2 separate regions of the Mus musculus genome follow, and region 2 is linked to region 1. A link is a contact called in public promoter capture Hi-C data. All regions are on one chromosome and are shown on one strand. Each heading gives the region's core, a stretch centred on a gene start, on an enhancer-like site or on the middle of the called end of the contact. The rest is flanking DNA. Distances are from core to core; before and after follow the strand shown. Region 1 overlaps Gm5544 (predicted gene 5544). Region 2 holds the start of Reg4 (regenerating islet-derived family, member 4).

Region 1 (7,867 bases), core at 4,058-6,557:
TAACCTAAATGAATGAGCTTCAGATTGGGGGTGGGGAATCTCCATATCAAAAAGTAAAGTCAACATCAGGGAAGACACCCAATGCCCTACATACATACAGACATGTACACCTGCATGAACATGTGCACACACGTGTACATGTACCCCTCTCTCTCTCTCTTACACACACACACACACACACACACACACCCTTAGCCCCATCCCTCCCTCCTCTCTGCTTCCTAGTCCACTTGACTTAAGGACCCTCTGCCTCTCACTCCCAATGCCCCAAGCGGGGATGGTTCCACTGCTGTGCCTTTCCCCGTCAGAGGATGCTAGTCCTCTGAGACTACAAGACGCACTAAACATTTCCTCCAGAAACTTGTTTTTTTTGTTGTTGTTATTTGCTTGTTTTTCCAGCTGTTTTGGCCACTGCAAAAGTAATTAATACAAATTAATTAATACACTCGGTCCCAGAAAACCAGGCTGAGGGGGAGAAACAGGAAGAGCGGGGATTCTATTCAGGGGAGTGAAACCACTCTAAGATCCTAAAGCTGGCCATACGTCATTAGACATCTGTCCAGACCCACGTTCCGTACAGCATGGAAAGCTAACCTCAAGGCACACTCTCTGTTCTTTACAGACCCTCCTCTGCTTGGGGGTGCTGGGGGGCATGGGTCCTACTGTGACTCTTTATGCCTTCTGGTCAACTTTCCTGTGAACTTAAAACTCCACTGAAAAATGAAATCTTTATTTATTTTTCTTTAAAAAGGCTCAGATCTGAGATTTAAAAATGTATTTGCCTCTCTCTCTCTCTCTCTCTCTCTCTCTCTCTCTCTCTTCTTTTCTTTTTTTAAAACAAGACCTCCCTATATTGCCCTGGCTATCCTGGGAAACTCACTATGTAGACTAGGCTGGCCTCAAATTCACAAAACCCCATCTGCCTCTGCCTCCTCCAGATTAAAGGTGTGGCTACCATACGCAGTGCATGACTCTTAGTGTTACTGCAGTATAGTGCCTCTCAGTTGATAAATTCAATGCGCTCGGCTTCCAAATTGTGAGTGGCCACAAGCATTTCCTCTTAATTTCCATGGTTTCTCTGTAGCTCTCTCCAGCATTCATCCTGCAAGCGGTCCAGGCTTGATAATGGCATTCGGCTGAGGAACTGGGGTCCCAGAGAGACTGAGCTCCTCTCATAACTTCCCCTGGAGCAGGTTTCTAAAGAGCCCTTTCATGTGTGTGTGGGGGGGGGGGAGGAAAGTGTGTGTGTGTGTTGTGTTGTAAAGTTGGCCTGCTCCTCTCTCTCTCTCTCTCTCTCTCCCTCCCTCTCTCTAAGCCTGTGGGGCTCCCCCTCACCATCACATAGCTCCTTACTCAGGCCTCTTCCTCTCTTCCTCTCACATGCACACAATAGTCTTGTGAGCAAAAAGCGGAAAGATGCAATAGAGCCCAGAGCCGCATTTTGGTCCCTCCTCACAACCCAATCCGCACGGAGAAGTCCACACTCCCAAGTGCCTCGGAATGCTACTGCGACCCCAGTAGCTATGGTTACTGCAGTTAAGGTGAGAGCAGAGTGAAGGAGATCCCTGCCCGTTATTAATATTGTCTTATAATGAGACTGTGCCATGGAGACGAGGACTTGTGAGTAGGGAGAGCACCGTGGTGACAGAGGCAGAGAACAAGGCCACACAGCAGAAGCCAGGAACCCCACAGACCCCCAAAGAGAGTTGCAGCAGCTTGATCTCAGAGCCTGTGTGTTGTCTCTCCTCCTCAGCTGTGATGCCTCCCTGAGACTGCATAGGGAACTAAAGGCAAGAATATGATCCCAAATGGCAAAGGAAAGGAACCTCACCTTATGGAGCGCGGCAAGAGAGAGGATGACAGAGGAATTCAATTGGAGCTAAAGATACAACTCAGTGCTTGCCCAGCATGCACAAGATGGTCTGTTCCCACCCCAGCAGAAAGATAAACAACCTCCCAAACTACCTCAAACGAAAGCCAAAGAAAAGATTAATAATGAGTTGTTGTTTTTTAAATTCGTTCATTAATTCATTATTGAGATTAGGTCTCACACAGTCGTCCAAGCTAACCTGGAACACACCATACAACCCTAGCTGGCCTCAAACTTGAATTGACCATTCTACCTCCATCTCTCAAGTGATAGGATTACAGGCCAGAGCTGCCATTCCTGGTTTTTGCAGCTAGCCTTTTGAGAAGGTGGATAATATGCAGTTTTACCTTGTTCTTTGCTTGGCATGTTTGGTTTATCCCATCCTATTACACCCATATGAGCATATTATTTCACTAACAGCAATCCTCACCTGTCACTGAAGAACAGCTGCAAAGATGAAAGCGCCTGGCGAGTCTAGTAGGTCAGCTGGTTTCCCCGTGGGGGGGTGGGGGGGGGGTGGGGGCAGAACAACTCCAAGGAAGCACTGCTGGATACAGTCGCCTGCATCCTCTCTCCATCTTTCAGCTTTCCAGGGGCTGCAGGCCAGTGTGCGGATGCTGTCCGGGGCTGGCAGTATGTTAAGCTGGTTGTGCAGACACAGCCCAGGAGGAGAGCTGGTGTGGTGTGTTGGCTTTGGAAAGTCAACAAAGGAAAGTAAGAAACTCTGTTGCCAGTTTAAGCAGAGGAAGGTTGTCTGGATAAGGACAGTGTAACACATCTGCGAAGTGGGGTTGGGGTGGGGCAGCTGAGAAGGAAAGAGGGGCCAAGATAAAGTAGGAATTCTAGCCAGGAATGCAAGCAGCCCCTTCCTCATTTCACTCTGGAGAAGCTCTGGGAAGTGCAGTAAACCCCATAACTTACTATCCTTTTCCACAGCCGAGGGAAATTGCTCTTTCCCAAGGGTGGGGGTTGTGTCTACGGTGAGCCGTGGTGAGCCGCTCTTCTCTGAGGTCTGTTGAGGAAGATGTTACCAAAATGTGTAGCCTAGCCTCTAGTTCATCTCATCAGGAGAAAAACCGTCTGGACCCTCCTGCTTATTTGTGGGTTGTTTTGCCCCACCCCCTCTACACAGCCCTATTTCTCTCTAGCTTCACTCTAAGGAAAAGTTAAGTCCCCACAAGACTCATTCACAGACCCAATGCTTTATGGAAGTCCCCAATGTCTTTCTCCCATTCAGTGTCTCCTTCCTTCCTCAAGATAACGTGGGAGCTTTGGGTATATCACTAGTCAGCCAATAGCAAAGACTGGTCTCTTACAAAGAGAGGAGCTCTCTTACAAAGAAGCTCTGGCATATGGTTGCAGAGGCTCAAGTCTGAGGGTCCACCTGGTGATGCCAGAGGCCCAGGTTAATACAGGTCATCACTTGGGAAGAAACAAGAGTACATGTGTTTGTGTCTGGCAGCTCTCCCCTTTTTTATTTTATTTTATTTTATTTTATTTTATTTTTTTATTTATTGATTGATTTATTTGGTTTTTTTCGAGACAGGGTTTCTCTGTACAGCCCTGGCTGTCCTGGAACTCACTTTGTAGACCAGGTTGGCCTCGAACCCAGATATCTGACTGCCTCTGCCTCCCAAGTGCTGGGATTAAAGGCATGTGCCACCACCGTCCGGCCCTCTTTTTTTTTATTACAAAATATTTTTAAAGATTATTTTTAACTATACAGATGGGGGTGCATGAGTGCAGGCACCCACAGAGGCATCAGGCAGTTGTGAGCCAGGGAACCTAACGCCTGTCCTCTGTAAGGGCAATGTGCAGTTTAATGACTGAGCCATCTCTCCAGCCCCTTCTCTTCCTTTCATAAAGTCACCAAGAGTCAGCCCTGGCGGCTCTATCTGTCTAATTTTAATCCTCCCCAAAAGTCCCACCTCTAAAGTCCATAGTGGGATTAAGTTTCTTCAGCCTTAATACATCACAACGGGGTTTAATTTCAACACACGGAGCTTGGGAGAGACTGGAGCCAAATGCAAGCCGCAGCAACAGGAAGCATTTATAACGTTAAGTAAGCAAAAGAACAGGGCACAAAAACCTGTGTGCAGATTATCGTTCTCATTGTGTAAAAGTCAGTAAATGAACAAAAATTTATGAACCTGTAAGGAAAATGAGATTAGAGGAAATAAAATAATGAGCTGGTAAGATGAAAGAATTGTGGGGTTTTGTTTTTTTGTCTAAGATTTATTTATTTATTTTATGTGCACACACTGTGGTTCTCTTCAGACACACCAGAAGAGGGCATCAGATCCTATTACAGATGGTTGTGAGCCACCATGAGGTTGCTGGGATTTGAACTCAGGACCTCTGGAAGAGCAGTCAGTGCTCTTAACAGCTGAGCCTTCTCTCCACCCCCTCCCTTTTTTTTTTTTTTATTCTTCATGCTCTTTTTTTTGGGGGGGGGGGTTTCAAGACAGGGTTTCTTTGTATAATCCTGGCTGTCCTGGAACTCACTTTGTAGACCAGGCTGGCCTCGAACTCAGAAATCCGCCTGCCTTTTGCCTCCCGAGTGCTGGGATTAAAGGTGTGTGCCACCACTGCCCGGCTCTTCATGTTCTTAATGTTTTTTATTTAAATAATTTTGAGGGATTTTGCTTGTTTTGGTTTTGTTTTTTAAAAAGGAGGTCTTACTATGTAGCCCAGGGTTGGCTTCAAACTCATACTCTTCCTGCCTGGGCTTCATGAGTTTACAGATGTGAGATCACAAGCGTTGCACTACTATACCTGAATAGCTCCCTTAGAAAATTAATGTAATAAAACATTCTCTTGTAATTTAGGAAGAGACTTGTTACAATGGGGTCAGGACAAAATTAGTAATAACAACTGCTGAAAGGAACAGAGTGGAGAAGCCTGTTGTTGATAAGGTGATGTGGATGTGAACTTGTGAATCATTCTGCTTGTGTGTGAGCTGATGTTGAGATCTGATCCACGAACCCTTAGGGAAGGCACAAAGCCACTCCTCACCCTCGCCATTCACAAAAGGGAGGGAGGAAGACTTCAGACATGGTAGGCAGTCATGAGCTGGTAGAGGTACTAAGTTTGGGGGCTTCTAGCATGCTTCAAGGATGGAGCACTGCAACTGTGTTACCATTTATTTTTAGAAGTTCTGTCCTCGGGAGGCGGGCATACTGTTCACCTCTCACTGAATTAGCTGTGTTCCACGCAGCCTTTGGACATCTTTCTGCTGTAGCAGCAATCGGATCAAAGCACGTGTCAGAAAGAGAAGTGAAAAACACCAGATGTGAGCGAAACCACAGGGGGAGTTTTCAGCCAGGCGGTGTACACCGGATGACCCCGTTTGGAATGTGGCCCAGGACCGGGATAGACAGACCAGCAAAGGATGAGACAGGACACACAGCCGTTATTGATCCCGATTGGAGCCAAATGTGGTTAACTTGGTCTATGACCTTGCTCAAGTCATTGACCTCTACATGACTTTCACCATCTGGGCAACACATGGGCTGCTCATTTCCTTTCAGGAAAAACTCATGGCAACCATGTTAGTCACAAGAAGTAAGAAGGAAGCAGGACCTGGTGACCCGGTGGGTGGTGACATATTATACCCGAGCACATGAATACCACAATATGGACGTGTAGGTATGAATTTTATGAGAAAAGTGTGTATGAAAATACAGGATTAAAGACCGTGCCTCATTAGTTCAAAAGTAAATAATCTTAATATTGACAATCGAAGGGTGTAACAGGACTTTTTGTTTTTTAGTCTTTCTTTGCCTAAGGTGCTTCAGAAATCCAAGGGTCAGACTAAAGCCCTAGCCTGGCACATATTTAGGGAAGTAAATGTTAGTAGAGAATGGAGCTTACTCCAAATTCTTACTCTTTGCCACTTAGATGCTGTGTGCCCTTGCAGAAGTGATAGTTGTGAATGTCAGGTTCCTACTCTACTATACGAGGCCAATACTAAGATATACCTCATGGGCTTGTGAAGGCTGAATAAAGTAATAAACCAAAAGAGAGGAGGAGAATGCTGGGTATGCGTTTGTTATTATTATCCAATAAGAATAAAGCTCTGCTTTAAAAAAAAAAAAAAAACAACTTTTTTTTTTCTAAATCTTGGGGAGTTGAACCTTGGACCTCATGCATGTTCACTAAGTACCATAATGGAGGCCTGCTCTTTTCTGAGGGGACATGAAGAAGCAGTAGATCTGAGGTAGAGAGAAGGTGTGGGGAGGGGGGTTTTGAGAGGAGGGGGAGAGGGGAGGCTTCTGCTCTTGGGATGTATTACATGAGAGAAGAAGAACAACGACAGAAGAATCTTTCCTATCTTACTCATCTGTGCAGAACACTGGTCCCTCTAGACTTTAAACTAAGCTTTAGTCACTAGGCATCAAAGTCATTTTGTTCATCTATTCCTGTCTCAGCTCCTCTGAGTCAGGTTGATGCCACAGCAGAAGTCTCTGAAGCATCCGTGAGTCCTCTGCCCTTTCACCCATGAGCCTCTGATGTATCAGGATGCCCTGTCACCACTAAGGCTTAAAAAGTCTGATTTTTTTCTCTCTCTTTAATAGGATAGCTCACAGCCAAGACCTCAGGGAGACACATGAGGAATGAGGAAGAGGAATCCTGATCCAGAGATGAATTACTGCCTCCTCCAACCCTTCAAGGTGGCAGAAGGCTATGGTACCAAGTCCAGGAGCCAACGTGCTGGAATTCATCTTGGGTCTCCTACTGAGGAAATGGCTCTACATAAGAATATGGGAGAGGAAAACCCAAAGTGGGCCCATGAGAAACTCGATAGTTAAGCTTCAGGCCTGTTGGGGAATGATGGACAGACCTTTCAGAGCTTCTGAAAGTTGGGGATCACATTTCCTAAAGATACAACAGGAAATTGATTCCAAACAGCAGAAAGAAGTACAGGGAATCATGGAATTGGCCTGGTCTAGCTGTCTTGAGAGGTGTGGGTCGTGGAGTTTTCAGGTTAGGGTCTGTGGCTTCTGGGGCACTATGTGCCTTTCAATTCCTGAGAAACTGAGTCACTCCCTCGGGTAGTGAAACATTCATGCCAACTGTATTCTCTGTATCCCAAAGAAATCAGTGAAGCATATAAGAAGGCTGGACAATTAGTCTTAGACATTAATCTTGTGTGCAATCATTGTATCCTGGCAGTTATAATTCTATTCTTCTTTGTAGCTGCCATTATATTCTGTATCTGATAAGGGTATAAAAAGTCTGATTGCTTGCAATAAACTTGTCTCAACCTTAGGTTTTCGGAGACCCCTTCAACCTGAGCCTGATTTTCATTCCCACTGACCATTTCAGGAGACCCTGGTTTGGTAAATAAGCCCTTTCCAAGTGTACTCTTTAAAAATATACTTATTTATTTTTAATTGTGTGCACATGTGTATATGTATATGCATGCGTGACTGCAGGTATGCTTGGAGTTCAGAAGAGCACATCAGATCCTCCTGTAGCTAGAGTTATAGGCAGTTGTGACCTCCCTGATGTGGGTGCTAGAAACTGATCCTGGGACTTCTGCAAGATCAGTAGACACTCTTGATCAATGAACCATCTCTAGCCCCACAGACACTCTTGACTTCCACCCCTGCCGTACATGGTTATGTGAATCAGGGGAAGAAAGGCAATGTTTCATTGCCAAGTCAGTAGCTTGTAACCCCTGGGGCCTGTGTTGCTTCTATGCTCTGATCCTGTGTGGATTAGAATCTATAAAGTATATCTATCTTAGTCACTGTTCTATTGCTGTGAAGAGGCACCATGACCAAGGCAACTCATAAAAGAAAGCTTTTGATTCAGGGCTTGCTTACAGTTTCAGAGGCTTAGTCCATTATCATCATCATGAGGATGGACATGGGGCTAGAGCAGTAGCTGAGAGTTACATCCTGATCTGTAGGCAGAGAGAGAGAGAGAGAGAGAGAGAGAGAGAGAGAGAGAGAGAGAGAGCAGAGACAGAGAGAGAGAGAGAGTAGAGAC
Region 2 (7,772 bases), core at 3,416-5,915, 260 kb after region 1:
AGTTGGCCAGTTTAGGCTCCATAATCCTCCCATGCTAAGAGTCTTAGCTAGGGTCACCCTCATAGATAACTGGTAGTTTCCATTGTCCTAGGTTTCTAGCTCATCCCAGAGATGCCTCCCAAACCAGTTGTCTCTCCCAGTACTCTTTCCCTTCCTTCATCCTCCTCCACCACCTCGTGCCTCCTGTTCCCAGCCCCCCACCCCTGCCCAGTTCCCTTCCTTCATCTACCCTTCATATCTATTTCCCCTTCTGTGTGAGATTCACGCACCCCCCCCCCACACACACACTTTGGTTACTTAGCTTCTTTGTGTCTGTGGATTGTAGCATAGCTATCCTGTACTTTAGGACTAATATCACTTATAAGTGAGTCCATACCATGGATGTCTTTCTGTGTCTGGGTTACCTCACTCAGGATGATCTTTTTCAGTTCCACTCATTTGCCTGCAAATTTATGATGTCATTGTTTTTAATGACTAAGTGACATTCCATTCTGTAAATGTATCACATTTTATTTATCTGTTCTTCAGTTGAGGGACATCTAGGCTGTTTCCAGTTTCTAGAGCCAGTGCTCTTAAAGGCTGAGCCACCTCTCCAGTTTCATCAACTTAATTTTCATGGGAAGTGTAACATTAGAGTTTCATTATCAAGAGTTCTGAAAATAGATACACTCAAATATTTGTGTGTATGTGGTGTGCGGAGCTAGTGTGAGTGTGTGTGTGTATGTGTGTGTGTGTGTGTGGGGGGTCACATGCTAATGTGGAGGTCAGAGATCCTGGTCAGCTGTTTTACTCAATGACTCTCCACCTGATTTTTCTGAGAGCCCTAGCTGGTGACTGAGCCCCTGAGATCCACCTGCCCTCACCTCCCTCTGGGATTAAAGGTAGCTGGTTCCACACCCAGCCTTTTAGGTGAACTGAGCTCATGGTGTGAAGCCACCACTTTACCAACTGAACCATGGTCACAGCCTTTAAATGGTTGTTTTCTAATAAAGTCTAAATTTAATCAACACTAGACCACGACAGGGTTCATCCTCATGTGAACTCTCTTCAATGGTGGGTGCTGCCTGGCACTCCACTCTGAGTTCTGTTTGTACTGAAAATAAACGACTGCAGATCTTTCCTAATGTCTTTATAATTACTAATTACTAATTACACTCAATGCTTATTCTTTTGGCATAGCAAAGTCTTTGCTTATGGATTTGTTTTTGTTTCGCTGTTGTTCTGTTTTTGTTGCTGTTTCTGCTAAAGACATACTTTAACAGTAATTTCAATAATTCCATGGATTTTCTTTGAAGTTCTTATAATCTAAATACTGTTATCTTGTACTTTTCCTTATGACTGCCTGGCCAAGGTTAGGCTTCTACATGGACAGCCAATTCCCTTTACACTTTAAAGGTTGCTTTCCAACACTGTCTTCCTTTATTTCTCCATCTTGGTGCTGTTAACTCTTATATTCTTTTATTTTTTGTTACTTATTTTCTTCTCTTATTTTCATCATCATCATCATCATTATTATTATTATTATTATTACTTTAGTTAAAATAGATGTCTTAGGGTTTTGTTGCTGTGAAGAGACACCATGACCAAGGCAACTCTTATAAAGGCAGACATTTAATGGAGGCTGGCTTACAGTTTCGGGGGTTCAGTCCATTATCATCAAGGTGGGAAGCATTGCATTGTGCAGGATTACTTTGTGCTGGAGGAGCCATGAGTTCTAAATCTTGATCCAAAGGTAGCCAGGAGGAGACTGTCTTCTGCAGACAGTCAGGAGGAGGGTCTCTTCTGCCTGGGTAGAGCTTAAGCATAGCACTCAAAGCCTCCCCCTACAGGGATGCACTTCCTCCAACAAGGCCACACCTCTTTATGGTGCCACTTCCCATAGGCCAAGCATATACAAACCACCACAATAGAATTACATCATTTCCCCACTGCTTCCATCCTCCATTCGCCGTCATACACCTTCCCTTATGCTCTCTTGAAATCATGGCATCTTTTTTTTAAAGTCAGGGTTGCTAGTGTGTGTGTGTGTGTGTGTGTGTGTGTGTGTGTGTGTACTACCCAATCAGTCTATCTAGTGTTACTTGTTTGTTACATACAAGTAATGGACAATCATGGCTCACCATTTGGTATCAGATAACCAATTAGGATCCTAATCCAGGGAAAGACTATTTCTCCCTCTCTCAATATTAGATTTTATTAGTTTACTATATGTGAATGGGTGTTTTGTCTACACGTGTGTCTATGTACCACATGTGTGAAGTGTACAGAGACCAGCAGAAGGTGTCAGATCTCCTGACCCTGAAGTTACAGGCAGTTGTGACCCTCTCTGTGAGTGCTGGGAGCTGAACCCAGGTCTTTCACAAGAGCAGTCAGTGCCTTTAATAGCCAAGGCATCTCTCCAGTGCTCCACTCTGACCCTTGATTCTTGGTAGGTAATTGTGACTGATTTGCACATTTTGGGTTGCCTACTTTCTGAGTTTCAGGTATGGTGCATCTATCAGCACAGTTTCTTTTATATCACTGTTTCTTGATAGTCAATGAAGCTTTAAATCCAGGCATCTTTCTGACCCCTTATTTATATTCTCTGGTTTTGAAGCAGAGCTTCATGTAGCCCAGGCTGGTCTAGAGCTCACTTTGTAGCAGAGGCTGACCTACTATGGACTTACTATGGAGCCTGTCTGCACATTCACAGTTTTCTGTCAGCCTCTGAGTTCTGAGATTCCGCATGTGTGCCAGACTCTACATCAGGTGAATTCCCTTTTATTTTTATGTCTCAGTGTTGTGTGTGGCTTCTATCGGGCTTTTGTTTGGTGCAGAGCAATGGAGGTTCTGCTGAGAGACCTCTCATAGTCTCCTGTGCTCTGACAATCCTCTTGTTGTCTGAAGTCTTGGAACAATGGCACAGAGGTCAGAGCAGGGTCAAGGTAGTCTGGCATGGAGAAGATCTACGTGCTCACAATATTTTGCAGAAACTTTTCTGTGTTCCTTCTGCATCAGGTCTTTGGACCATGGAAGGCTCCGAGTTGGAATCTGTGTTCTTTCTTGTACAGTGTGGCAGTGACTTTCCCATCCAGTTCTAAAAGGGAAAAGGTGTTGTGTATTAAACTAGGTAAGATCACCTAGCAATGCCCTCCTTCATATACAGATTAGGGGCCTGTGACTCCAAGGGGTTCAACACATTCCCCGTGCTTTATAGTGAGAGAGGAACAGAACTCAAACCTCAACCAGCCACTGCCAGGAGCCAGACCACCTGCCTCTCTCTCTCTCTCTCTCTCTCTCTCTCTCTCTCTCTCTCTCTCGGGTATGTGGTGTTGGGGGAGGTAAGCTGGGAAGACATTGGTTTCTCAGGCCCTAGCATAAATTTACACAAAGGTGGGAAAGATCCAATGACAGAGGCAGAGTAGCATCTAGAAAACAACACTAGGCTTGGAGCAGGGAGCCATAACTTCCCTTGTTAACCACACTAGGCACAGCACTTCTCCGGAGTAAGACCCAAGCATCTGCATGGCCGCCTTCAGGCACAAGGGACCTTACAGAGCCATTTCTATAATGTACGATGAGCAACGTCCGACGCCCAGAACACAAATCAATCCCTTACCCTCTGCACAGACAAGCAAACCTTGATGTCCTTTCTAAATAGCTCGTTTTTTTCAAATGGTTGTGAATTCAGCAAGCAAACCTAGATTAGACTGAGGCCAGGGTTCTCTGAATACCACTGACAAGCCTTGAGAACCAGGCAGGTCACTGCTGTCTTGGAATTGGATTTCTTTTATTTTCTTTTGTTAAGGCTTTTTCCCCGAGGTTTTTATTATGTGTAGGTATGTGTGTCTATGTGTGGGTGCAGTTGAGCACAGATGACTTGTGGGAACCAGAGGTGTCAGATCCTCTGGAGCTAGAGTTACAGATGGTTGTGAGCTACCTGGTGTGGGTGCTAAGCACTGATCCAGGTCTCTGGAAGAGCAGCCAGGTGTTCCTGGTCTAGTCGGTGGGCTTCTTAACTGTGCATGGGAGAAGCCTGCCCTAGGTTGCCCACAGGGCTTTGGTTAGCATCTTGTTTGATGGTCTAAGAAAGAATTTGCTGTTAACTATTCTATCAGTGTAAGCTACTTGGACACATTTGCCTGTGTTAAAACATGACTTCTGTACCTTCAGTTCCATAGGATAAAGACAACCGGAAGGGTTCCAAGGACCTTGGTGCAGGCTGGGAGGTGGGAATGAGCACTTTGGGGACAAGAGTCCTGTTTGGTCATCAGGTGTGACCCAAAGTCAAGTCTTTTCTGCAAGGATAGAAATCTAACGTCGTTCCAGAGAGGGAAGGACGTTAGGTCATCTACAACACGAAGAGATAAAAACGAGAGGAAGAGCAGAACCAGGCTCCATTAAGGGAAGAGATGGACAGCAAACGGCAGTTTGCCGACTACAGGATACTGTGGATTTTAATAACGTGGACATGAAAGAAGATTTTGTTTGCTCACAGGGAGGGGTCCTGCTCTTGCTTTAACAAAGCTCAATGTGTGTCCATTTTAAAGTTATCACCTGAACAGCTTTTTTTTTTTTTAACTATAGATAAGGTTAATTATTGGTAAACACTATTGCTTCATGACTTCAACAGATTACATCTTGAGACAAGAAGGTATAAGAGCTGCAGGACTCTAACGTAGGCCCACTCAAGCTGAAGAAGGCAGGGTTCTCGGAGTGTTGCTTCCAATCAGGTAATCTTCGCCGTAGCAGGGACAGGGGGCTTTCTGTGAACGCCTGTTATTCTCTGCTAGCTACCCAGTGGGTCAGAAACGACAAATCACAGCGTCATCGCTCCTGCTGGGGAGTTTGTTACAGTAATGTTTGATTTAAATTGTTAATTTTTACAAAATCATCATTATTAATGGATGTGCGGGGATGCACCCTTGCGTGCATGCGTGCGTGCGTGCGTGGCGAGCTTTGTGGAGTCAGTGCACTGTGAGCACTGTGAGCTCATCTTCACGTGGGTCCCAGGGATGGAACTCAGGTAAGTCATCCGGCTTGCACAGCAAGCCCCTTTACCTTCTGAGCCCTTTGCTTAGCCCTGGGTTCTGTGTTTTCTTGCTGCTCTGTTGAAAGAGAGTTAGTTGGCTTTGGCGTCCAGCAGTAGTGGGTTCCGTGGTGGTGTGAAACTGGTCGCTGTGAAACTTAGGGACCGTCACAGAAGAATCTCTCTCAATGGATGTCAGTTTGTTTGACCCTAAAGCGGTTCTGTTACTGACACTTGTCAGTGCAGTCTGATTGTGGAGGTCAAACGAGATGTTAGGGCCTCACCAGATGTTTAAGACTCATTCAGAGTAAGGGAAGAAATGCGGACCTCCTTCCTCCAGTCAGTCAGGCCTATAGTTGAGCCGCGCCATTGGCATTTCAAAGGACTTTGAAATCCCAGGGTACATTTGAAAGAACTCCTCAGCAAAAATAAATAAATAAATAAGTCAAGGTTCATATGATAATTTAAAAAACAATAAAAAAGCAAAGAAAAAGAAGGGGTGCCCCCTCTGTGAATGTCAGACCAAAGTGCTCACAGGGCTGCAGATTAGAGTTTCCAGAAGTCTCCATTTTAGTTACATCGGCCCTCCTAAGCCATCAATTATTTGATATTTTATTATTATTCTTTTATCATAAAGCATTGTTAAATAAGAACTCAATGAATTCTTCATTTATCATAGTTTTGTTTTTTGGAGATTTTTTGTTTGTTTTGTTTTTTGAAAACAACTATTGCTTAGAATTGTAGGAAAGCATAATTAAGAATGGAAGGGTGTGTGGGTGACTACACTAACCTAATACCACAGTGGTGGTTAATGTTTCTCATAGAAATTCCAAAGATTATAAAGGAGAGCATGCATAGGACAAAGGCATTTTAAAAACCTGAACATGACTTCTGTGAAGAGATCCAGCGAGGCCCAGAGCTCAGCACTTGGCAAAGGGGCAGGGACTACTTCGAGGAAGCAAACAGAAGTGGAGCTTTTGGGTGTCATGTTGAACCCCTACAGCTGTTGTTTGTCCCCCTTCAGAGTGGAAAAAAAATCATAAATGAGAGAAAATATGAACTGAGATACACTGTTAGTAACTTCACTAGGAGGTATAAATATACAAAAAGCAGTCTCACAAATCATCAAAAAGAAAAAATCCAACATGTAGAAAAATGTACGAAGCTATGAACTGATAAATCACAAACGAAATGTTAAAAAGTGTATCATTTTTATTTATATAATTTACAAGTAGATAAAAATTATATCACTTATGCTCCATTTTGTTGGTAGCTTTTAAATAGGGGCAAAAATGTCTTTTTAAATACCAAACTGAGTAAAAAGCACTTTCTGACAAACTTTAGCATCATGGAGTAGGAGGGCAGCAGTCTTGAGTTCCCACGAAGGAGTGAGCAGGCAAGCCTGCCAGGAGACAGCGGCCTTCCTCTGCAAACGCAGCAGAACACGTGGGTTCACACCAAACAGAAGAGAAAGCAGGCAAAGAGCCTGGCTGCAAGAACGTTCTTTGTAGCCGGCTTGGTACCAGGCAGGGTGACTCTAGGCTCTGCAGGCTCTTGCCCAAACTGCTTGTCTCTGGGAGATGAATCACTTCTTATCTCCTGGTCTGTGTTGATGTTTTAATGACTTATAAGTTTTTTGATAATGAAAGAGGAGACCAGCAAAGATTCTTTTTTTTTTTCCTTTTCTTTGTTTTAAGTGATGTAACCAAGGTTTAAGAGTCAGAGCTGGTGACATGAGCTAATGACTCCCAGTCCCTCTAAACCCAATGCTTTCTTATCTGTAACTGTATTGGAGCCATCTGTTTACCTTCAACATTAAAAAAAAAAAAAAAAAATCCCAGTGTTGGAATCCCTTTCTTTCATTTACTGGACTTGAGGAGGCCTAGTATCCCCTGTGAGAAAACGTGCCCAGGTCGCCCTCTGCTGACTGTCCTGGAGACAACTCGGGAACTCTGGGTAGTTCAGGAACTGCTCAACACTTCTGCCCCTGTCCTTAGGACTCTGGCATTGGTCCAGAGGGCTTGCAGGGAAAAATAAAATTCCACAATGTCTGCAATCCCTACATTAAACTTGAGATTATCTTCATTGTAAAATGCTAATCTACCTGACAGTATTTTGACGTGGTAGCTAAATCCCAGCATCTTTCTCACTGCTCCAGATTGCAGGTCTAGGAGAATCCAGAAAAAAGAGAAGAAAAGAAAAGAAAAAAACTGGAACGGGCTCTGAGGGCCTTGAAATCAAAGCATTGAAGTATCATCTCCATCGAAAGAGGAAGATGGCTTCCAAAGGCGTGCGGCTACTCTTACTGCTGAGCTGGGTAGCTGGCCCCGAAGTCCTGAGCGGTAAGTTCAGTCAGTTATTGGAAGGCAGCCACAGGTAGTAAGTACACAGTGCACATAGTATGCCATCCACTCACCTGCCCAGGCATTCCAGGAAAGCATATCAAGATGAGAATGCAAAATCAGGTGGCCGTCAGAGAAGAGCCAGTCTGAGACGGTTGGAAGCCACCCTTAAGTCAAGGGTTGCAGAATAAAGATTTTGAGTTTGTTGTGAGCGATAGAGAGCCTGTTTCAAGAAGCCAACAGGCCTCAGGCTGTCTGTAGCTCATAGCTATAATCACAATGTCCAACCATTTATGCACTGTTCTCGTGTTTGAGCATATTACAAAGTCCTGTTTACCAGGGACCTGCAAAGCTAGTTAGAGAGATGACTATTGTACACTCATAGCACAAGGACAGGGAGCGTGCCAGGGACACTGTGGAAT

Evidence for each region. Promoter capture Hi-C pulls out the DNA fragments that hold promoters and counts their contacts.
Region 2: a contact with region 1 is called in a promoter capture Hi-C map of liver. The contact joins the promoter of Reg4 here to the enhancer-like site in region 1. A contact is called at or near these places in 13 of 39 promoter capture datasets (the C10 cell line, HPC-7-derived erythroid cells, cranial neural crest and 8 more), 1 of 15 datasets of contacts at CTCF or cohesin (the NIH/3T3 cell line), 1 of 484 Hi-C or Micro-C datasets (cortical neurons), 1 of 115 datasets of contacts at active chromatin or transcription factors (embryonic stem cells) and 4 of 9 other capture datasets (adipose tissue, embryonic stem cells, liver and 1 more).

The regions. Positions count from the first base shown.
Region 1 is chr3:97,959,859-97,967,725 of GRCm38.p6, forward strand. It overlaps Gm5544 (predicted gene 5544), which reads left to right. Exons shown (of 2, transcript NM_001033779.2): 2 at 6,448-7,160. The coding sequence starts at 6,557. The coding sequence ends at 6,928. Among named protein-coding and RNA genes, the nearest start is that of Gm5544, 34 kb to the left of the region's middle. Within about 2 kb of position 5,308, at least 71 of the 459 cell types and tissues checked have an H3K27ac peak or open chromatin away from gene starts, as enhancers often do. A contact at or near this core is called in adipose tissue and liver, where this site is marked.
Region 2 is chr3:98,217,491-98,225,262 of GRCm38.p6, forward strand. It overlaps Reg4 (regenerating islet-derived family, member 4), which reads left to right and starts at 4,666. Exons shown (of 6, transcript NM_026328.2): 1 at 4,666-4,712; 2 at 7,167-7,350. The coding sequence starts at 7,284.